3 separate regions of the Mus musculus genome follow, and regions 1 and 2 are each linked to region 3. The links are chromatin contacts, called in public HiChIP or PLAC-seq and promoter capture Hi-C maps. All regions are on one chromosome and are shown on one strand. Each heading gives the region's core, a stretch centred on a gene start, on an enhancer-like site or on the middle of the called end of the contact. The rest is flanking DNA. Distances are from core to core; before and after follow the strand shown.

Region 1 (4,015 bases), core at 123-2,622, 750 kb after region 3:
CCTAGTACTCTGTGTAAATCTAGATATGGAGGGGTAACAGAGTGATCAACAGGTTTCTCTACGAAATTTTAAGAAGACTTGATATACCATGTTCTCTTCACTTATTTAGCAATGGTAGTAAACTGCTCTTTTCAGCAGGCCAGAATTGTACTAATACAAGATGGAGAGCAAAACTCAGTGCTTTTGTTTTGTTTTTCCTTAAGGTGTCAAAATTTAGTAAGAATTAATAAGGAGAGCAGAATGTCTATAATCCCAGTATCTTGAAGAAGACAGTGACGTGAGGATCAAGAATTCCACAACCCCCTGGGCTACACAAGTAGATAGTGTTTCAAAAAGCAAGCAAAATAACAAAAGCAAATAAGTTAGTGAGCATTTCTGCGTGCAAAACCTAAGAAACTAAATTGGTTCTGCGTGCAAAACCTAAGAAACTAAATTGGTTCAACATTTATCTCCCCCTACAGGAGAGATAAAACAATCACAATTGTACAGGATCCCTTCACCGCATTTGACCCTCACAACCCCATAAACATGCTCAAACTTCGGCTGTTCCACCAACTCTCCCCAGACCAGCGAAAACTTGCCAACAAAACAGCCGCAATTCCCACAGAAAAGTTCAGTTATTTTAGTGCAGTTTTATTAAAAAAAGAAAAAAAAAGAAAAAGGAGAGTTTTACTCAGCATTTCCATTCTAACTTTTTTCTTTTTGACTTCTCTTCGAACGCCTAATCCTCTACATCAATCGGCATACGCCACCAAATACAAGCCAGTCTTCATTTTACTTTCTAACTGCAGTTGCTGCAACCCAAATAAAGCCCCAAGGGCCATATTGCATGGGTCAGCATTCGAACGCAAAGGCACAACCCAATTGCTAACGCGCAGGCTACCGTGGGACCAGCTGTGCGATCCGGACTCTGAATCAACTGTCCTGTGTCAGGCATTCTGAAACACAACCACACAACCGCAAAAACACCTAATACCAGCTGCCTTCACAGCCACATCTACCTAGCAGCTTTTCGAGACTTTCGTTTCACCACCTCACTTCAGGAGCCAGCCCAATCGGACTTCCACTTACAAATCCGCTCGTCCCGACTCGCCTCTACTCTGTGTCAAGTTCCCGGAAACTTTTCCACGGTATTCACCGCGTCTAGGACGCCGACACGTGAAGGCACGAGCCCAGCACAGCCCCGCTGCCCAGTCACCCACGTCGTGCCCCTACCCGTCAAGGAGAACCTGAGGTCCCACCTCTTCCTGTCGCTCCCTCTCCTAGATGTCCATTTATGTAAATCGGCACGGTGAATGACACCTAGGAACCAAACACCTCCCGCGGACCGCACTCACCGGCCTCCGGGGAGTCCTGAGCGGGCGACGGCACGCCGGTGCCCACGGTGGACAGGTGCTGCGGCAGCTTCTTGGTCCACGGGTTCCCCTTTGGCGGCGGCGGCGGCGGCTTGTCCTCCGGGCCGGCTGCCGCTGGGTCCTCGCGGGCGTCCTCCGGTGGGTCCCGCGGTGCTGGCGGCGGCAGCGGCGGCGGTGGTGGTGGCGGCGGCGGAGGCGGCGGCGGCAGCGGCGGAGCCTCCCCGCCGAAGGGACCCCCGGGCGCACGCGCCTTGTGCGCCAGGTGCAGCGCCAGCGGCCTCACGGGCACGGCCGCTTGCGGCACGCTGTGTCCCAGCACGAGCGCCGGCGACGGCTCTCCCCGCGCACCCGCGCTGGTGGCGGCCGCGGCCCGCTCCTCCCTCGCCTCCTTGCCCTCCCGCTCGCCGGGCGCCGGCTGCTCCGCCCGCCGGCTCGTCGCTGCCAACAGCGCGTCCCGGTCTCCGGCCACGGCGGGCGGGTCCTCCCGGGTGGCAGCGGCGGGCACCGGGGCGCGAGCGGACATGGCCGGCCCCTGGCCCCAGCCTCCTGCCCAGCCGGGGGCCGTCCGGGTCCAGGGAGCCCGGCCGCCCCTCTCTCCACACGGGGGCACCGACCCGCTTCGGTCCTGGGACGCGGAACCCGCCCGCCGAGGCGTGCAGCGCCCGGCGTGCCCGTCCTCCCCGCCCGCCGAGCGGAGCGCTAACCGCCCGCCGCCTGGCCTCGTCGCAGCGCACGGCCGGAGCTCGCCACTCGCGCCGGGCGCGCCCGAGCCGCGAGCCCTCAGCGGGCGCGGGCGACAACGCGGCGCTCCAGCCAGTCTGAAGGATCTCTGGCGAGCTGCGGAGGCGCGCGCGGCCTGAGCCGGTAACTGTCCCTGAGGGCGGGGCATGCAGAGGGCGAGGCAGCCAGGGGCGGGGCGTGCAGAGGGCGAGGAAGGCTACTGGGCGGGGCGTACAGAGGGCGAGGAGGGCCAATGGGCGGGGTGGCCAGGTAGGCGGGGCGTTTATAGGCTGAGGCGGGCCGATGGGCTGGGCGTGCGGAGGCGGAGGCGTCCAAGAGGCGGGGCGCGCAAGGGGAAAGGCGTGCCAGTGGGCGGGGCGTGATGTAGGCAAGAGCCAAGATAATCAGCGTTCAGTAGGCCAGGTGCCCAAGGACCAGGGCGAGGGCCAGTCAGGGTGAGGGGCGGGGCGGGTAGAGGGCGAGGCAGGTTAGGGGGCGGGCACCCTGGAAAGTGACGTGGCCACTTGCGGGCATTCCCTAAACGCTGCGGGCGACCGCGGCCTGTGGAGTCTTCCCGAATGCGGCGGGCATGGTTTGATGAGAGCCCCGCCCTAGCGGATCGCGAGGATGAACCTGCTACGCTTGGGGAGCATCTTACGTCTGTGACCCAGGGACTAGGAGGACAATCTTCAGGAACCAGGAGGACCAGAAAGTCCATTTGCGCTAAGGTGAAACGCTTCAGGCTTTTCACGAGGGCGGGTCCTCAGGACCCAGGAAAAGTTTCCCAGTAACGATGTGGGCTCCAATAGGCACTCCTGATCCGGAGCCAAGTTCAAGTGAAGACCCAGCCTCGACATTACAAGAAGTGCACTTGTCGGTCCTGATTCTAACCTACAGACAACGAAATGATTCTTTAGTGCTCTTGAGTAAAACGAACACTAGACATTTCGCCACCTTTTTCATTTTTCATTTTTTTTCAGTGGGTTTTGATGTTTTCATCAAACTAAGTCTCCTGTAGCACAAGTTGACCTCGATCTCGAGGCTGGCCGTGAGCCTACCATTCTAGTCCAGGTTGCCCTGGAAGCCATCGATTTAGACCAGTCTGGTTCTGAACTCAAAGGAATGCACCTGCCTTAGCTTTTGAAATGGGATGACCAACAGGCATGCGTGCTACCCACCAGCTAGTCTTGAACTTTTTTTTTTTTTTAAGATTCTTTTAGAGTCCCTAAGGCTAGTATTAAAGCATAAGGACCACACCCAGTTGGCTTTGTACATTCACTCTGTCTAGATTTCTTTTTTTAGATCCGCCTGCCTCTGCCTCCCAAATGCTGTGATTAAAGAAGCGCACTGCCCAGCATGAATTGTTCTATTTTTAATCACAAGAATGCGAGTACGTGTGTGTGCGTTTGTGCACACACACAAGTGTGCAGGTGCCCTTGATTACCAGAGGTATTGGATCCTCCTTGCGCTGCCGATACAGGCTGTTGTGCCCAGCACGGTGCTGGGAAGCCAGAGTGTAAGCGCTCTTAGTCCTCAAGCCATCTCTCCAGCTCCTTTGCTTTGAACAATTGACTGAGTGAAAAAAGAGCTACAGAGGAGAGGACATGACTGCTCCTAGGCATGGTGGAGGAATCTAGAGTGGACATGACCAGACTGAGACTGAACTGGAGGCATGTGGAGAGGAGGGGGGGATGGAAGAGGGGAGAGAAAGGGACAAATTTTAGCAGCCTGGAGGCCAAAGGTACAAAAGGGACGTGCAACCAGAATGGCTGCATTATAATAAGGGAAGAGCAGCCCAGTTGCCTGGGCTGGGGAGTCCAGTGTAGGGACTGGGGGTATGGCAGCCAGGAGGGCCCTGTAATTGTTTGGGGCTGAAGGATGCCTGGAGAACCTAGCTTCCAGGTCCCCATTGTTAAATAGGCACCTCAGCCTTTTGCCCC
Region 2 (4,177 bases), core at 1,504-4,003, 600 kb after region 3:
AATGAATATCTAAGCTTTGTTTCTAGACTCCTAGAGAAGGAGCCAGTGCTTGCTCTGTCATTCACTAGCATTCAGTACAAGATTTTTATTTCTTAGAGCAAAATCTCTTAATGCGGGGACAGCCTGGTGAGTAGACTTAGACATTTGTGGCATGGTAAGACAAGACTTTTAACTTTCAACCAATAAAAAATGAAGTACCACTCTTTCTTCCACTCAAGCCCAAGCAAGCTTTCACCTTTACCCACAGAGATAAGAGCCTGCATCAAAGGTCCATCGGTCGATGGATGAAAAGGTCTGGAATAAGGAAAATCCACGGCACCCGACTGAGCTGCACAGTGTCTGCTCTGCTCCGGGACAGACTCCCTCCTCTGCTGGGGTGGATCCTGCATTGGCAGGTGATTCTATTGGTCTCTTGACAACTCACCCGACAGAGAGTGGCCAGGCAGTGCCCTGCTGGAGAGACAAAGGGCAGGGAGAAAGAGATTCCTATTTCCTTGGCTTTCTTGGCTGAATGCCATATCAACACAATTCCAAGAGCAGCCAACTTCGGTAACACTGTGAACCCTGGCCCTAGTGGTGTGATTCAAGAGCCCTACGGCCCAGATTACTACTTGGTCTCCTCTAAAAGTGCCTGGAAGCTTACACTTTCTTCGATTCTTTCTTTCTACCAGCTTCCTAAAGCCAACAAACCTAGATGAGAGTCACTGAGTTATGTCTATTGTTTCTTGGATTGGCCGAGATTAAAAGGGAACGACTTTTTGTGTGTGTGTGAAGGGCTATTAATATCCACCAGCTCTCCAACACATGGTGACCATCTAGTGTCTTGCAGCTTAGTGTGGAAATCCTTGACTTGAGGTGGTAAATTATAGCCCCTTCATCACCAGCACTACCAAGAAAAAGCAGCTGCTTGATACCATGGTGCCCAAGTTCTGAAATCATGAACTGAAACTGGTAAAAGTCAGCAAATTACAGCTAGTGGGTAGCTACTGGGAAACACTAGCACTAGGATGCACACAGGCATCCTAGCCCCTTCCCACACACTCACATGCCTGGCCAAGAAGAGAAATTCTACCAAGCCATAGAATTTTCCATGAAGTTTTATTGTACTTTTCCTTCATCATTGTTTTAATATGCCTGTGATAAACTAGCATTTGCTAATGCGTGACCTGCTATTCCCTCATGACTATTTGTTTAAAAAAGTATTGCTTAAGGACAATTGGGTCAGTTTACTAACACTTTTACTCATGAAGATGTTATCATCGGACACAATCATTTGTCAGAAACTTTCATTCACAGAAATAATAAATTACAATTTCAGAAAAAAAATGATGTGTATTAACTGTTTTGGGATAGGGTCTCTTGCATCTCAAGCTGAATGTGAATTCAGTATGTATCCATGGATAACCTTGAGTTTCTGAGAGTCCTGCATCTGTCTTCCAAGTTTTGGGTAAGATTCCAATGTGTATTACCACCCCTCATTTATAAGGTACTTGAAGACTGAATCCAGCACCTTGTATGTTCTAGGCAAGCACTCAACCAACGCAATCACATCCCCAACCCAAGCTGTCCTTCTTTTTATGTAAACTTTACCCCTGAGGATTTTCTTACAGTAACAGAAAGCTAACACAGCACATGGAAATACTTAACTAAAAATACTAAGTCGGGGTGGGGGAGACCTAAGCATTTCAAGAACTACATAAGTAATAATTTACATTTATGTAAATTAACACTCATGCCTCAATAAAACTTTAGGATCTTTATTCTTTTAAAAGCTCTTATTTTGAGACAATTTCAAACTATGAAAATGTTGATGTATTCCCAGCATGGAAAAATACTTTATGGCATATAAAAAAATAAATGACTATTAAAGTAGCAGCAGGAATTTTGGAAAATGTAAAATATGCCATATAAGTCTCTGAAATAAAGGGAGAGGAAGGTTGCAGTTGAGGGTCTTAAAAACCAAGATGGACAGGTGAGGCCAGCTCCCTGGGCACATCCTAGGGGTGGCTTCAGGCTCTGCCATTTTGTTTACACCTGGACTGAAGCCAGGGCTTCTGGAAATTGGCCCCTTCTCCCCAAGATAGCAGGGCACTTGGACAGAAATGCACAGTTGGAACGACCTTATGGATCTTTTACATTTTTTGATAAGTGAGAATCATAAATGCCTGACTGCTGGCTTAGGGGACTTATCACCAAGAGGTCATGAGGCTCTTGTTAAGAGAGTGGATATGATATCAGAGGGCTGGACTCCAGCCCCGTGACTGTGAGGACAGTCAGGATTAAGCAACAGAAATGGCAGAGAAAAGTAGAGACAGAGATCCCCTAAAGACATAATGACAGAGCCTCACTGCTCTGTAGTCCTGTACTGGACAGACAGATGCTGTTGCCTGCAGATCCTCCAACAGCCATGGAGGCTGAGCTCATGCTATCTTATGCTACATTTTCCTGTGTGACACAGCTCACTAAAGGATACCTACTTCCGGGGCCTTAAAACAAACAACAATGAAGGGTCTCAGGTACCCAAGAGCATTCTCAAACTCACTATGTAGCAGAGAATGGCCTTGAACTTCTGATGTTAGCAGTCCACCACCCAAGGGTCAGAATTACAGGTACCTTGCAGTACACACCTGTTTTAAGCAATGTTGCTGTTTGAACCAAGGTCTCCTGCACAGGAGGTGAGCACCCTACTGAGACACACACCTGGCCTCTATTGGGCCCTTTCTAATGGAGACATCTCCATGAAAAAGAAGGGCATGTGCCCTGCCTAATGCAAGATGGAAAAGCTGAACAGTTTGTTCCTCCAAAAGCTTAAGAGTGGAAGGCCTGGAATCTGGGCCAACAATCAGAGACGTCCCTTTTCTTCCTTCCTCATTTTCTTTCTATTTTATGTTTCAAGGAACTCCCAGAGGATGGCAGGACCCCTCTCTTGACAGCTTTGCAGATGAAACTTCTTTCCATTTGAAAGGTTTTACATTGTCACTTGCCTGGTGTGGAGCACATCTGTAATCAGAGCACTCAGGGGACTAGGGTAGGAGGATTGCCGTGAGTACCAGGCCCAGGCCGGCCACTGAAGAAACTGAAGGAAGGAAGAGGTCAAATTAAAAACAGAATTCCCATGTGTATTTTGGTCTGAGATTTAATATTCTTTATATTGAAGTTAATTACTGATTTAACCTTTACATCTAATAATAAAAAAATGAATGTTTGAGTTCTAAAATTTACCATCTACCATCTGAATCAGAGTTCTCTAAACCCTCATCCAGAATTCTGTTTTTTTAATTCATTATTAGTGGTGTGTGTGTGTGTGTGCGCGCAGATACATGCTCACATGAAGGCCAAAGGGCAACTTTGGGGTTTTTGCTCCCAATTCCATAGCATGGTCTTCAGATACCAAAACTTCTTGCTAAATACAGTCTGAAATCATCTGCAGGATGCTGTGGCCAGCATCTCCATTCAGCCTCAACTCTCTGTCTCTGTCTGTCTGTCTGTCTATCTGTCTATTTATCTATCTATCTCTATTTCTCTGTAGAACAAGCTAATCTAGAACTCACTATGTAGCCCAAGCTAGCTTCAAACCCTTCATCCTCTGGTTTGAGTCTCCCAGGTGCTGTAGTGTGTCTCCATGCCAAGTGCTCAATGCTCTTTACCAGCTAGCTCTCAACAAGGACTGGATATCTTTTGAAGACAAGGTCCAAAGAATATTTATCTTTAAAACCCCACGCCCGGAAGAGTGACTGGCTAGGAGTAAGAAGATATAGTACAATGGGGGCTGGAGAGCTGATGACCTAATGGCTAAGAGAATGAATTGCTTTTATAGAGGACCTGAATTCACTTCCTAGCACCCAAGCTGGGCAGTTCATAACCACCTGTAACTCCAGCTCCAGGGGACCCAACACCCTCCTCTGGCTTCTGAGGACCCCTGCAAACACATGCATATAGTCACAACTACACACACACATAATTTAAAATAAAACATTTTTAAAAAGATGTTGAAGTAAGATGCCTAGGGAAGATGCCAGAATTAAAACATTCATGAGTCTCATGCCCAAGCTAATATTATTTATCCCACCATTTTTATATAATTAGTATTACTATAATTATCCTGGTTTACAACCTAATAGATAGTTAGATGAATTGTTCTATGTGCAGGCTTTGCTTTCTGCTCAATAGCTCTGAG
Region 3 (4,141 bases), core at 1,206-3,705:
AAAGTCACTGGTGCTCTATTCAGGAAGTTTTCCCCTGTGCCCAGCTATTTGAGGCTCTTCCTCACTTTATCTTCTATTAGATTCAGCATATCTGGTTTTATGTGGAGATCCGTGATCCACTTGGACGTGAACTTTGTACAAGGAGATAAGAATGGATCAATTTGCATTCTTCTACATGCAGACCACCAGTTGAGCCTGCACCATTTGTTGAAAATGCTGTCTTTTTTCCACTGGATGGTTTTAGCTCCCTTGTCAAAGATCAAGTGATCATAGGTATGTGGGTTCACTTCTGGGTCTTCAATTCTATTCCATTGATCGACTTGCCTGTCTCTATACCAATACCATGCAGGTTTTATCACAATTGCTCTATAGTACAGCTTGAGGTCAGGGATGGTGATTCCCCAAGCTCTTTAATTGTTGAGAATAGTTTTCACTTGTCCTGGGTTTTTTGTTATTCCAAATGACTGGGCAAATTGCTCTTTCTAACTCTATGAAGAAATGAGGTGGAATTTTGATGAGGATTACATTGCATCTGTAGATTGCTTTTGGTAAGATGGCCTTTTTTACTATATTAATCCTACCAATCCATGAGCATGGGAGATCTTTCTATCTTCTGAAGTCTTCTTTGATTTCCTTATGAATTTGAAGTTCTCATCCAACAGATCTTTCACTTATTTGGTTAGAGTCATACCAAGATATTTTATATTATTTGTGCGTATTGGAAAGGTTGATGTTTTCCTAATTTCTTTCTCAGCCTTTTTATCCTTTGAGTAGAGGAAGACTACTGATTTGTTTGAGTTAATTTTATATCCAGCCACTTTGCTTAGGTTGTTTATAAGCTGTAGGAGCTCTCTAGAATTTTGGGGGTTGCTTATGTATACTATCATATCATCTGCAAATAGTGAAATCTTGACTTCCTCCCTCCCAATTTGTATCCCTTTTATCTCCTTTTGTTGTCTAATTGCTCTGGCTAGAACTTGGAGTATCGTGTTGAATAGGTAAGGAGAGAGTGGGCAGCCTTGTCTTGTCTGATTTTAGAGGGATTGCTTTGAGTTTCTCTCTATTTAGTTTGATGATGGCTATTGATTTGCTATATATTGCTTTTATTATATTTAGGTATGAACCTTGAATTCCTGATCTTTCTAATACTTTTAACATGAAGGGGTGTTGTATTTTGGCAAAGGTGTTTTCAGCATCTTACGAGATGATCATGTGGTTTTTGTCTTTGAGTTTGTTTATATAGTGGTTTACGTTGATGAATTTCTGTACATTGACTCATCCCTGCATTCCTGGGATGAAGCTTACCTGATCATGGTAGATGATCATTTTGATGTGCTCTTGGATTCAGTTTGAGAATTTTATTGAGCATTTTTGCATCGATATTTATAAGGGAGATTGGTCTGCAGTTCTTTTTCTTTATTGGGTCTTTTTGTGGTTTAGGTATCACTGTAACTGTAGCTTCATAGAATTGGGTAGTGTTCCTTATATTTCTAGTTTATGGATTAGTTTGAGAAGTACTTGTTTAGATCTTCTTTGAGGATCTGATAGAATTCTGCACTAAAACTATCTGGCCCTGGGCTCTTTTTGATTGGGAGACTTCTGACTGTTTCTATTTCCTTGGGGGTTATGAGACTGTTTAGATGGTTTATTTGATCCTGATTTGACTTTGGTACCTGGTATCTGTCTAGAAAATCATCCATTTCATTCCAGGTTTTCCAGTTGTTTTTTTTTTTTTTTTTTTTTTTTTTTTTGAGTATAGGCTTTTATAGTAGGATCTGATTATTTTTTGGATTTCCTCAATTTCTGTTGTTATATGTCCCTTTTCATTTCTGATTTTGTTCATTTGGATACTGTCTCTGTGCCCTCTGATTAGTCTGGCTAAGGGTTTGTCTATCTTACTGATTTTCTCAAAGAACCAGCTCCTGGTTTTGTTGATTCTTTGTATAGTTCTCTTGGTTTCTCCTTGGTTGATTTCAGTCCTGAGTTTCATTATTTCCTGCTGTCTACTCCTCTTGGGTGCATTTCCTTCTTTTGTTCTACAGCTTTCAGATGAGCTATTAAGTTTCTAGTTATGATCTCTTCAGTTTCTTTATGGAGGCACTCAGGGCTATGAGTTTTTCTCTTAGCACTGCTTTCATTGTGTCTGGTAAGATTAAGTATGTTGTGCCTTCATTTTCATTGAATTCCAAAAATGTAGCCGTCTGCAGCCACACTAACTGGGTTCCTGAGTGGGAGGCTGGAGCTGTATGGAAGGAAACAGTGACAAAAATAATGGAGACCAAGACAATTTTTTCTGATCAAGGCCCCAAAGTTTACTAAGAGTGTGTTTATAAAGGGGGAGGCCCATCCCCCACCAATCCATTCTTGGTGCCTGTCGTCAGCCTGTAGGTGATCTGCCAGGTGCTGTCTCTGGAATATCTCTAGGGCCTCTCAGCAGGTAGCAGTGTCTTGGAGAAGAGCAGCAGCAAGTGACAAAACAATAGAGCCATCTAAGTCAGAAGGCTCCACCCCAGGTGGTCTCATACTCAGTGGCAGCAAGGTCAAAGCCAGACTACTCAAGGCTGGGGGAAGCTACACAAAAAGTTTTTTATTTCTTTATTTATTTCTTCCCTGACCAAGTTATCATTGAGTAGAGTGTTTTTCAGCTTCCATGTGTATGTGGGCTTTCTGTTGTTTTTGTTGCTATTGAAGACCAGCCTTAGTCCGTGGTAATCTAATAGAATGCATGAGATTATTTTGGTCTTCTTGTATCTTATGACATTTGTTTTGTGTCCGGGTATATGGTTGATTTTTGAGAAGGTACCATGAGGTGCTGAGAAGAAGGTATATTCTTTTGTTTTAGGGTGAAATGTTCTGTAGATATTTGTTAAATCCATATGGTTCATAACTTCTTTTAGTTTCACTGTGTCTGTTTAGTTTGTGTTTACTTGATCTGTTCATTAGTGAGAGTGGGGTGTTGAAATATCCTACTATTATTGTGTGACGTTCAATGGGTGCTTTGAGCTTCAGTATTGTTTCTTTCACAAATGTGGATGCCCTAGCATTTGGGGCATAGATGTTCAGAATTGAGAATTCATCTTGGTGGATTTTTTTCTTTGATAAGTTTGTAGTGTTCTTTATCTTTTTTGATAATTTTTGGTTGAAAGTTGATTTTATTCAATATTAGAATGGCTACTCTAGCTTGTTTCTTGGGACCATTTGCTTGGAAAATTTTTTCCCAGTCTTTTATTGTGAGGTAATAATTGTCTTTGCCACTGAGGTGTGTTTCCTGTATGCAACCAAATTTTGGATCCTGGTTAGGTATCCAGTCTGTTAACCTATGCCTTTTTATTGATGAATTGAGTCCATCGAAGTTGAGAGATATTAGAGACCAATGATTGTTGGTTCCTGTTATTTTTGTTATTTTGTTGTTAGAAGTGAAATTATGTTTTTGTGCTTCTCTTCGTTTGGGTTGGTTGTGAAAAAATTAATTTCTTGCTTTTCCTTGGGTGTAGTTTCTTTCCTTGTGTTGGACCTTTCTTTCTGTTATCCCAGGGCTGGATTAGTAGAAAGATATTGTTTACACTTGGTTTTGTCTTAGAATACCTTGGATCCTCCATCTCTGGTAATTTCAAGTTTTGCTGGGGGTAAATATTTCTTACTCAACATTTTATAAGATAAGCCAAAATAGAAAAGATTGACAAATAAGAGCCAAAGATGATTGGACAAAGCCTGGGAGAAAACATTTCAAAGGTCACAACATCCTGAAAAATGAAAACTAAGCAATATGACAGGGCAGTTACAGACTTGAGTGGTTTGGGGGTTTGGTTTGGTTTGTTTTGGGCTTTTTCTTTTTTTTTTCAAAATTTGGCATACTTACATACACACAAATTGTTGGCTTAGAAATGGAACCAAGTCTAAAAGCAAAATTTATTTTATATGTCTTACACTCAGAGCCAGAAAGTAATTTAATATAATATTTTTAGTTTGCAAACATTTTTATTACAAGCTAGCACATGAGGTCAGGTGTAAATTTTCCCACATGTTGCATTGTCTTGGTGCTGATACTGTTTCAGAATTCTTAGTGTTCCAGATTTTTCATATTTCTTGATTTGGTATTCTTAGGATATATTAATTTATACTCAAAAATTGATGCCAGACT

What was found. Promoter capture Hi-C pulls out the DNA fragments that hold promoters and counts their contacts. HiChIP or PLAC-seq counts read pairs in DNA pulled down with a chosen protein or histone mark.
Region 1: a promoter capture Hi-C map of embryonic stem cells shows a contact between it and region 3, with 3 times the contacts expected there. The contact joins the promoter of Larp1b here to the enhancer-like site in region 3. A contact is called at or near these places in 3 of 39 promoter capture datasets (embryonic stem cells and liver), 2 of 115 datasets of contacts at active chromatin or transcription factors (embryonic stem cells and stem cell-derived neural progenitor cells) and 1 of 9 other capture datasets (pancreatic islet).
Region 2: a contact with region 3 is called in an H3K27ac HiChIP or PLAC-seq map of embryonic stem cells, with 4 times the contacts expected there. The contact joins two enhancer-like sites.

The regions. Positions count from the first base shown.
Region 1 is chr3:40,948,007-40,952,021 of GRCm38.p6, reverse strand. Larp1b (La ribonucleoprotein domain family, member 1B) reads right to left here and starts at 1,372. Exons shown (of 10, transcript NM_001040399.2): 1 at 1,338-1,372.
Region 2 is chr3:41,098,392-41,102,568 of GRCm38.p6, reverse strand. No RefSeq gene overlaps it. Among named protein-coding and RNA genes, the nearest start is that of Pgrmc2, 17 kb to the right of the region's middle. Within about 2 kb of position 2,753, at least 9 of the 459 cell types and tissues checked have an H3K27ac peak or open chromatin away from gene starts, as enhancers often do. A contact at or near this core is called in embryonic stem cells, where this site is marked.
Region 3 is chr3:41,694,160-41,698,300 of GRCm38.p6, reverse strand. All of the region lies in intron 9 of Sclt1 (sodium channel and clathrin linker 1), which reads left to right. Among named protein-coding and RNA genes, the nearest start is that of Sclt1, 46 kb to the left of the region's middle. Within about 2 kb of position 2,455, at least 6 of the 459 cell types and tissues checked have an H3K27ac peak or open chromatin away from gene starts, as enhancers often do. A contact at or near this core is called in embryonic stem cells, where this site is marked.